Regions from separate parts of the Sus scrofa genome. Here region 1 is linked to region 2. A link is a contact called in public Hi-C data. All regions are on one chromosome and are shown on one strand. The core of a region is the stretch at or near the end of the contact, and the rest is flanking DNA. Distances in the headings are between cores, read along the strand shown. Region 1 holds the start of SCAF1 (splicing factor, arginine/serine-rich 19). Region 2 holds the start of RPL13A (ribosomal protein L13a).

Region 1 (3,576 bases), core at 532-3,031, 120 kb before region 2:
CTCAAAGCCACCTAGATGGTTCCAGGTCCTTCTAACTGTCCCCAGTCTCCTGTCACCCAGATTAGACACTCCCCAGACAGTTGGAGACCCATCCAAGCCTCCCAGCACATCTCAGTATTTGCTTCCTTCCCTTAGTGGGTACATCCCACTCCTCTGAATGGCTATAAAAGACTTCCTTGCGCTGGAACTGTTCTTCCATGGCCTGGCTAAATGGCCCTAGACCCATGTAGGTGAGCCGCATTCTCAGGTCAGCCCATGTACACACTGCTCAGCCCTAGGAGATATACCCCAGCCATAGGTGGCTCTGCAGATACTCCCCAGCTCCTGCAGACCTCCTTCACCCCTGGGACATATCTCAAGATCTCAAGATGGCCCCAGAACCCTCCAAACAGACTCTAGCCTCGGGTCAGCCTATAAAGACATTCAACAGTGCCTACAGAAATGACCCAAGCCAGCTATATGACGGAGGGCAGGCTTCAGTCTCGGTCCAGGTCCTGTGGACGCCCCTAGTCCTCTAGGAGACGCCCGGTCCATGCCCCCCGGCACCCCAGACCCGTCCCGGGGCCTCGAGAAGGCCCCCCGCTCGGCGCCAGGCTCCGCCGCCGCTACCGGGCCCAAGGCCGACCCGCTAAGCCCTCCAGGCCCCGCGGCGTGTCGGGAGGACCCCGGGACAAGTAGCGACCCGACTCCGCCCCGCCCACCCCGATAGGCCCGAGCCCCGCCGCTCGGACCGCCGCCGCCATCTTACCCCGCCGCTCGGGCTGCGGCTCCGGCCCCGGCGCGGGGCGGGGCGGGCTGGGGCGGGGCTCGCGAGCAAAGGGAGGAGAAAGGAGGAGCTAAAACGCCGCCGAGCTTGCCGGGACTTCAAGTACCGAGCACCGTGCCGTGAAGGCTGGTGGGAAGGCTTCGGACTCAGTTTCCCAGCAGTCAACGGGGCAGATGGGCCGGGTGCGCGCGACGTACGCCGGGAGACGTAGTCCGCGCGTCGCCTCCGCCGCGCGGGGACTGCGAGGGGATGAGGGGTGAAGTGGGCGGGGTTGCGGTAGCGCGCGATTAAGCCCCATAGTGCCCTGCACGCGCGCGGAAAGAGCAGCGGAAAAGGAAGTGCCGTAAAGAGCGCTCAGCCTGACAGGTGCAAGGGAGTTGTAGTTCCGCGGAGTGAGCCGTGGGGGGGGGGGAAGCAGGACTGGCTGGAAGTTGCCCCGCCCACATTCTGGGGATCCCAGAATCCTGATGCCCAAGTTCTCTCTAAATTTAGAACCAAGAAGCCCGGCCCTACAGCTTCCTCCTCATTTACAACAGAAAAATCCAAATCCGATTCCTCTCAGAGCCGAGGGGTCCGGACTCACATTTCCCTCAGAAGTCCGAGCCCTCCTTCCTCTTAGATCCAGGAGTCGGGCCTTCATGCCTCCCTCAGACCATTCCTGGTCTCAAACGCCTTACGCGAACACAGGGGTTCGGGTACCCCATTCCAATTCCCTCGGATCCAGAATATTGGGTCCCCCCGCTCCTTCAGCCCTCGGACCGATGAGTCCGGGCCCTCAGCAATCTAGAAGCAAGGACCTCCAGAACTCCTCCTTCCAGGACCCAGGAGTCCAAACCTCCAGTCACAATCTCTCCTTGCGACCCAGGGGTCTGGGTCCTGGGCTTTCTCCTCCTTCAAGACTCGGAAATCCTGACCCTAGACCCTTCATAACCCAGGCGTCCCCGCTTGGGCGAGCTGGCTCATGAATTAGGAATGCAGTGATCTCACGGCCCCTCCCTTCCCGGTTACCCGCTGGCCCCCCTCCAGGGCCCCATCTCCCCTCCCAGTCTGTCTTCCGCTAGGCTGGGACAGCGGGAACCGGAAGCCTGGGTCCCGTAGCGGGCGGAGCCTCCATCACCCAACCCAGATGCCAGAGTCGGGAGCTTGGCTTGGGTCCCAGGACAGAGGTTAATTTCCCCTCAGGACTCGCTCCTTCCTCAGAGCGCGCCTATATACGGCCGCGTGCGCAAGACTCAAGCCCCGCCTACTAGAACAAGGCCTCGGGGACGGTACCCTGAGAAGCTAGCTGCAACACAGGGTTTCTCATTTACATAGTCCCACCCCGAACGATTTTCCGGACCCGTCTACGAAGAGAATAAGAACTCTTATTAGCATGGCTCCGCCCCCCCGGCCCGCCAGCCGAGAGCGCGTGGCGCTGCTCGGGGTGAGCACAGTTCTCTCATTAGCATGTTCCCGCCCCATTCGGAATTCCCCTTCTCAGCGACAGCCGTACTCCTATCCGTATTAGCATAGCTCCTCCTTTTCCCAGGTCTTGCCTGCCTCTAAGTGTCCCAAGTAAGGAGCCCTTCTTGCTGGAGCTCATGTTTATGCAGTACCCTTATTAACGTGGTCCGCCCCTAGGCCCCGCCCGGTCCCCCCCCCCGCCCCAGGCGGTAGCGGCGGCAGCGGCAGCGACATGAGCAGCGGGGCGGCGTCCGGGACAGGGCGGGGGCGGCCCCGGGGCGGGGGGCCGGGACCCGGGGACCCCCCACCCAGCGAGACACACAAGCTGGTGGTCGTGGGCGGCGGCGGCGTGGGCAAGAGCGCGCTGACCATCCAGTTCATCCAGGTAGTGGACCTTCACCCCGGGGGGTGCCCCCGGGACCCACCCAGACCTGAGCCCTTGGCGGGATCCCCAAGACTCCGGCTTCCCCTCCATCCATCACTGAGACCCTCTTATGAGGCTTTCTAATCTTAAAAATGTCCCCTCAGATGTGACCCTGAGCCCCTCAGGGCCTCCACCCCCTACATGAGGGACCTTCCTCCTGTCCTTGTATCCTGAGACCCACCACCCCTACCCCAAGTATCCAAAGCCCCGCTCCTCTGCTGACCTGACCCTGGATGCCTCCTGGGAGCACCCTAAATCCAGAAGAGTCAACCCATTTAGACCCTAAGCATTCTCATGGGCCCCCACCCCGCTCGGGGCCACCTCCTCGCACCCTGAGCCCTACCTCTCCCAAATCCCTGACCTCAGCTTCCCCTCTGAGCCGCTCAGTAACTGGGAGAATGCCCTTGACATTACCCCAACCTGGCTGTTTAGCCCCTTCAGAGACCTCCACCAGAAAGTAGAAATTATGCCCAGACTTGGCCCCTGAGATCCATCTAGGACTCCATCCCACCCCTGTCCTCAGGGAGACCCCCTCAGACCCAAGAGACTGCAAAAAGATCCTGCCCCTTGGCCATTCCCACTAAGACTCCAAGTTCTGGGGATCCCCCATCCCACCAGATCCAGACCCCTACCCTTCCTCAAGGAAAACCATCCACTCCTCCGTCGTGAGTTTTCCTCCACTCTGATCTCCTGAGCCCCTCTCAGAAATTCTGGTTAGCCCCCAGATCATTTCCATGGAAGAAGCCCCCAGAGTCTTGACACCTCCAGAAAGACCTGCTCCTTTGGAGTTTCTCTGACCTCTTAAATGTATCTCCAGGTCTCTACGACTCTCTAGACATGTACTTATATTCTATGACAACCCTCCCCCATGCTCTCCAGCCCCCAGTTCGCCCACCTGAGCTTCTCCCGGTTTACTCTGCAGACACACCCCTAAACCCCCCAG
Region 2 (3,674 bases), core at 528-3,027:
AGAGCCCCCAACCCGGGAGGGGAGGCGGCTGGCAGGTCTCAGAGCGGTGCATGGGGTTGATCTCATGGTCGTGAGACTCAAACGAAAGATGGTGATTGTTGCTCATCACTGACCTTGGAGCTCAGATCCAGGGGAGCTGTGGACCAAGGGCAGACTTACCCAGAAGTACCTGCTTGGCCACAATGGCCGCCAGGCGGCCCAGGAGATGGCCTCGGCCATCGAGCACCAGCACCTGCTGGAGATAGGATGAGAGGGCTCAGAGGCGCCCACAGCCTGCCTTGACACCCCCACCTCCATCATTCCTTCCTACGTGTTCATTTCACCCGCTTCCCAGGGTGCCTGCTAAGCTGGCATGAGACCCAAGGTTCCCTTTACAGATGAGGCCAAGAAGGTCAACAACTAACTCAGGATCCTGGTGAGTGAGCTAAGATACCAAAGAGTTCCCCTCCAGCTTGCTCAATTGGCAGGAATTTCTGTACTCAGATTACGTTTGATGGTAAAAGAAACTACAATGCGAACCAACCGTGGCCACACTGAGCATCCAGGGAGAACGTGGGACCTGGATGCAAGCTGTAAAATCTTGACAGAATCCCATCCCGTCCCTATCTCAAAGGGTTGCTGCATGAATGTCAAAGCGAAGAAAACCAAGGTTCAGGGTGGGTGATGCGAGACAAAAAAACCCATGCTGGCCCTGTGTCTCCGAGTGTGAACTGGTCAACTGCTTAATCCATGGCTTGTCAAGAGTCAAAGTCCCCGTATCAGGTGCTTGCTATACAAGTTGGGATTGTTGAAAAGCAGCGTAAAAGGCTACCGACGCTAAAGCCAGATTCCCTGCCAATGTGACTTTGATCAATCAGAACCCTCCAATCTCCAATACCAGCCTCAGGAACACTGCGATAAATTAAACGAATTACACAAAACATAACGCAAGCTGTGCCAGACACCGTAAAAGCCGGGACGCATGTTCTGAGAACCCTATCATATGCCTGGCTCCAAACTTGGTTTTCCCTCCCTAACCATAGACCCATCACGTGCAGACCCCCTCCAGAACCATCCTCCTTTTATTATCCAAGAAGTCACACAAAGAAATCAGGCAGTCAGAGCACGGCTGCTGCTGCCTTCCTTGAGGGCCTCCAGGTGCTTAAGGGCAAAAGATGTGGAGAGCGGTAGAACATTCCATCCCAGTCCTCAGCACCAGCAGGACTCCATCAACCCCGAAGCAGAGGGACAAAAACCAGTTGGCTCCCGCATGCCCTGTAGGCAGTTTTCTCAATCCACTGCAAAAGATTTCCTGCCAAAATACCCACAGTTGGGGAAGAACCCAGGAGGCCGAAGGAACCCACGGCTCTGGCCGGGCCTAAGTACCCTCCATTTTGGCCAATCCTCTGCCGCCGCGGGGCGGCCTTCCGCGTGCTTCCCCAGCGCTGGGGACACAAGGGTCTACTTGGGCCAAGAACAAGGTAAACGAGACCTAGTTTTTAAGTATCCTTTCTTGTGCTGAAGGCCCTAACACGGCTCCTCAAGGGAAGAACGACGCCGCATCCTGGCCAGCCCAGAACGCAAAAGCCATCTTAAATAGCCGTTTTGGACTCCTCTTACCCTAATGGCTTTCTGTTTTGGTCAGTTATCGATCCTAAATTCCTTCCACAGCACACTTGCGGGGGAAAAGAGGTCCAACCTCGGCCCGACCTGCACGACCCCGACCCCACGCCGCCCCAGCCCGCGCGGAGCCGATACCTGCCCCTCCGCCATCTTCGGCAGCTGCCTGGGAAAGAAGGAACTCTTGGCGCAGGGTTTCTTATCCCTTGAAACAGGGGCGGAAGAAGTGACGCAACAAAGGCCGTTTCCCGTCTTTTCATTGGCCAGAGTGTCGAGCGCGTGCGCAGAAAGGCCCCACTGCAAGGCGGGTCTTCTTCTGGCTGACCAATCAGTGTCGTTCCCATCCGACCTGGGCGTCCACGGCTATACCGGGAGAGATCGCATTGGGGTAGGGGGCGGCCCTGCTGGGGCGGGGCCCTCCAGCCTCCGCCCCGGTATTTCTGAGGGGCTAGCAATCCTCGCGCGAGCTGCCCGCGGGGTTTGCAGAAAGCGGGGTGGGCCCAGGGCTGGAGGCGAGCGCCGGGAAGGCGGGAGGAGAGAGGCAGTTACTCCCTAGAGCAATGACTGGCTGCTGGGCGCGTGGTGGCAGCTCTCAGTCTAGGCTTAGAGATCTGGATTCCGGTGCCTGTTTGGCTTCCTTGCGACCTGGCCAAATCCCTGGCCGTATCTGGGCCTCAGCGTCCCCATGTGTCAAGCAGATGGAGCTAATCTTCCCGATGAGGTCTCATGTTTGAAGGCATGACTTCTGGATGCCTGAGTGCCCCACAATGAGCTTCGGACTCTCTGGACAAAGCTTTTGCTTTGGCTGTGCCACTCGGCTGGGATGGCCTCCCCTCCACCCCACCTTCTAAGATGCGGCCTGAGTTCTTTGCTCCAGAGAGCCTCCATGATAGCTCAGGCTGGCTCAGGTCCCTTCTCTGGGCTCCCACAGTTGCCTATACCGCTTCCATTAGAGCGTGTGTAATCCTGTACTCAGGGCCCTCTGTGTCCCTGTCCTCTCCAGGGACCAGGAACCCTGAGAGGGCTGGTCCCAACCTCTGGGCCCCCAGGAACCTCAGAAAGTAGGTCCTGAATGAAACGTTGCCTTAACTGCAAAACCAACACCCAAACCCAAACTGCGCCATCCACACCCTGTCCCCTCACAGACAGGCCAGGCTAGAGCTGGCAGAAAAGAATGATTTATATACAGTTTCCTGGGGCTAAGGGCTTTGTACAGAGGGGGGAAGGTGGGGCCGGGGTCGGGTGCTGGCGTTGCCTCCATCCTGGGGAGACAGTAACAGGGGCAGCGTGGCCAAGGAAGGGACCAGTCTCTAACTGATTTCCTCCAAGTTCCGCTCTGTGTCCTCTGGCAGGTGACTCCTCTCTCTGGGCCTCGGCGTCTTCCTCTGTAAAACGGGATGGTAGATGACTCGTGGGCTGTCTGAGGCTCCACGGTCAGAGGAGAAGAAGGCCCATGCTCAGGGCTCAGCACAGACTCGGGGCCCCAAACAGCTCCATTCACAGTGAGCTCTCACTGTGTGTTGCGGCAGCCCTGTCCAAGAGGACTCTCTGCAATGGTGGAAGCATTTTAGTTCTGTGCTCTCCAGTACGGCCATGGTACTGACCTCATGTGAATGCTGGGGACACCTCAAAAAGAAAAAAAAAAAAATTCCCTTGTGCATGGCACATTGGGTTAAGGGTCTGGGGCTGTCACTGCTGTGGTGCCGGTTCAATCCCTGGCCCAGGAATTTCTGCATGCCACGGGTGCAGCCAAAAAAATAAAGAAAACTTTATCTTTACTTTTAAAAATATGTGGCTACTAGAAAATCGAAAGTCACACGTGTGGAGGAGCTCCTGTTGTGGTGCAGTGGGTTAAGAACCCGACTAGTATCCATGAAGATGTGAGTTTGATCTCTGGCCATGCTCAGTGGGTTAAGATCTGGCGTTGCCGTGGCTGTGGTTAGGCCAGCAGCTCTGATTGGACCCCTAGCCTGGGAACTTCCATATGCTGAAGGCAAGGCCTTAAAAGGAAAAAAAAAAAAAAAATCATATGGGTGGGAAGTTCTCTTGCGGTGCAGCAGGCAAAGGATCCACTG

What was found. A called contact is a pair of places that touch in the nucleus more often than the background predicts.
Region 1: a Hi-C map of liver shows a contact between it and region 2, with 5 times the contacts expected there. The contact joins the promoter of SCAF1 here to the promoter of RPL13A in region 2. A contact is called at or near these places in 1 of 5 promoter capture datasets (fetal skeletal muscle), 5 of 47 Hi-C or Micro-C datasets (embryonic fibroblasts, heart right ventricle, liver and 1 more) and 2 of 2 datasets of contacts at active chromatin or transcription factors (alveolar macrophages and skeletal muscle).

The regions. Positions count from the first base shown.
Region 1 is chr6:54,683,542-54,687,117 of Sscrofa11.1, reverse strand. It overlaps SCAF1 (splicing factor, arginine/serine-rich 19), which reads right to left and starts at 1,781. Exons shown (of 12, transcript XM_003127346.5): 1 at 1,350-1,781. The coding sequence starts at 1,406. It overlaps RRAS (ras-related protein R-Ras), which reads left to right and starts at 2,404. Exons shown (of 6, transcript XM_003355998.3): 1 at 2,404-2,594. The coding sequence starts at 2,442.
Region 2 is chr6:54,562,896-54,566,569 of Sscrofa11.1, reverse strand. It overlaps RPL13A (ribosomal protein L13a), which reads right to left and starts at 1,777. Exons shown (of 8, transcript NM_001244069.1): 1 at 1,738-1,777; 2 at 160-232. The coding sequence starts at 1,752.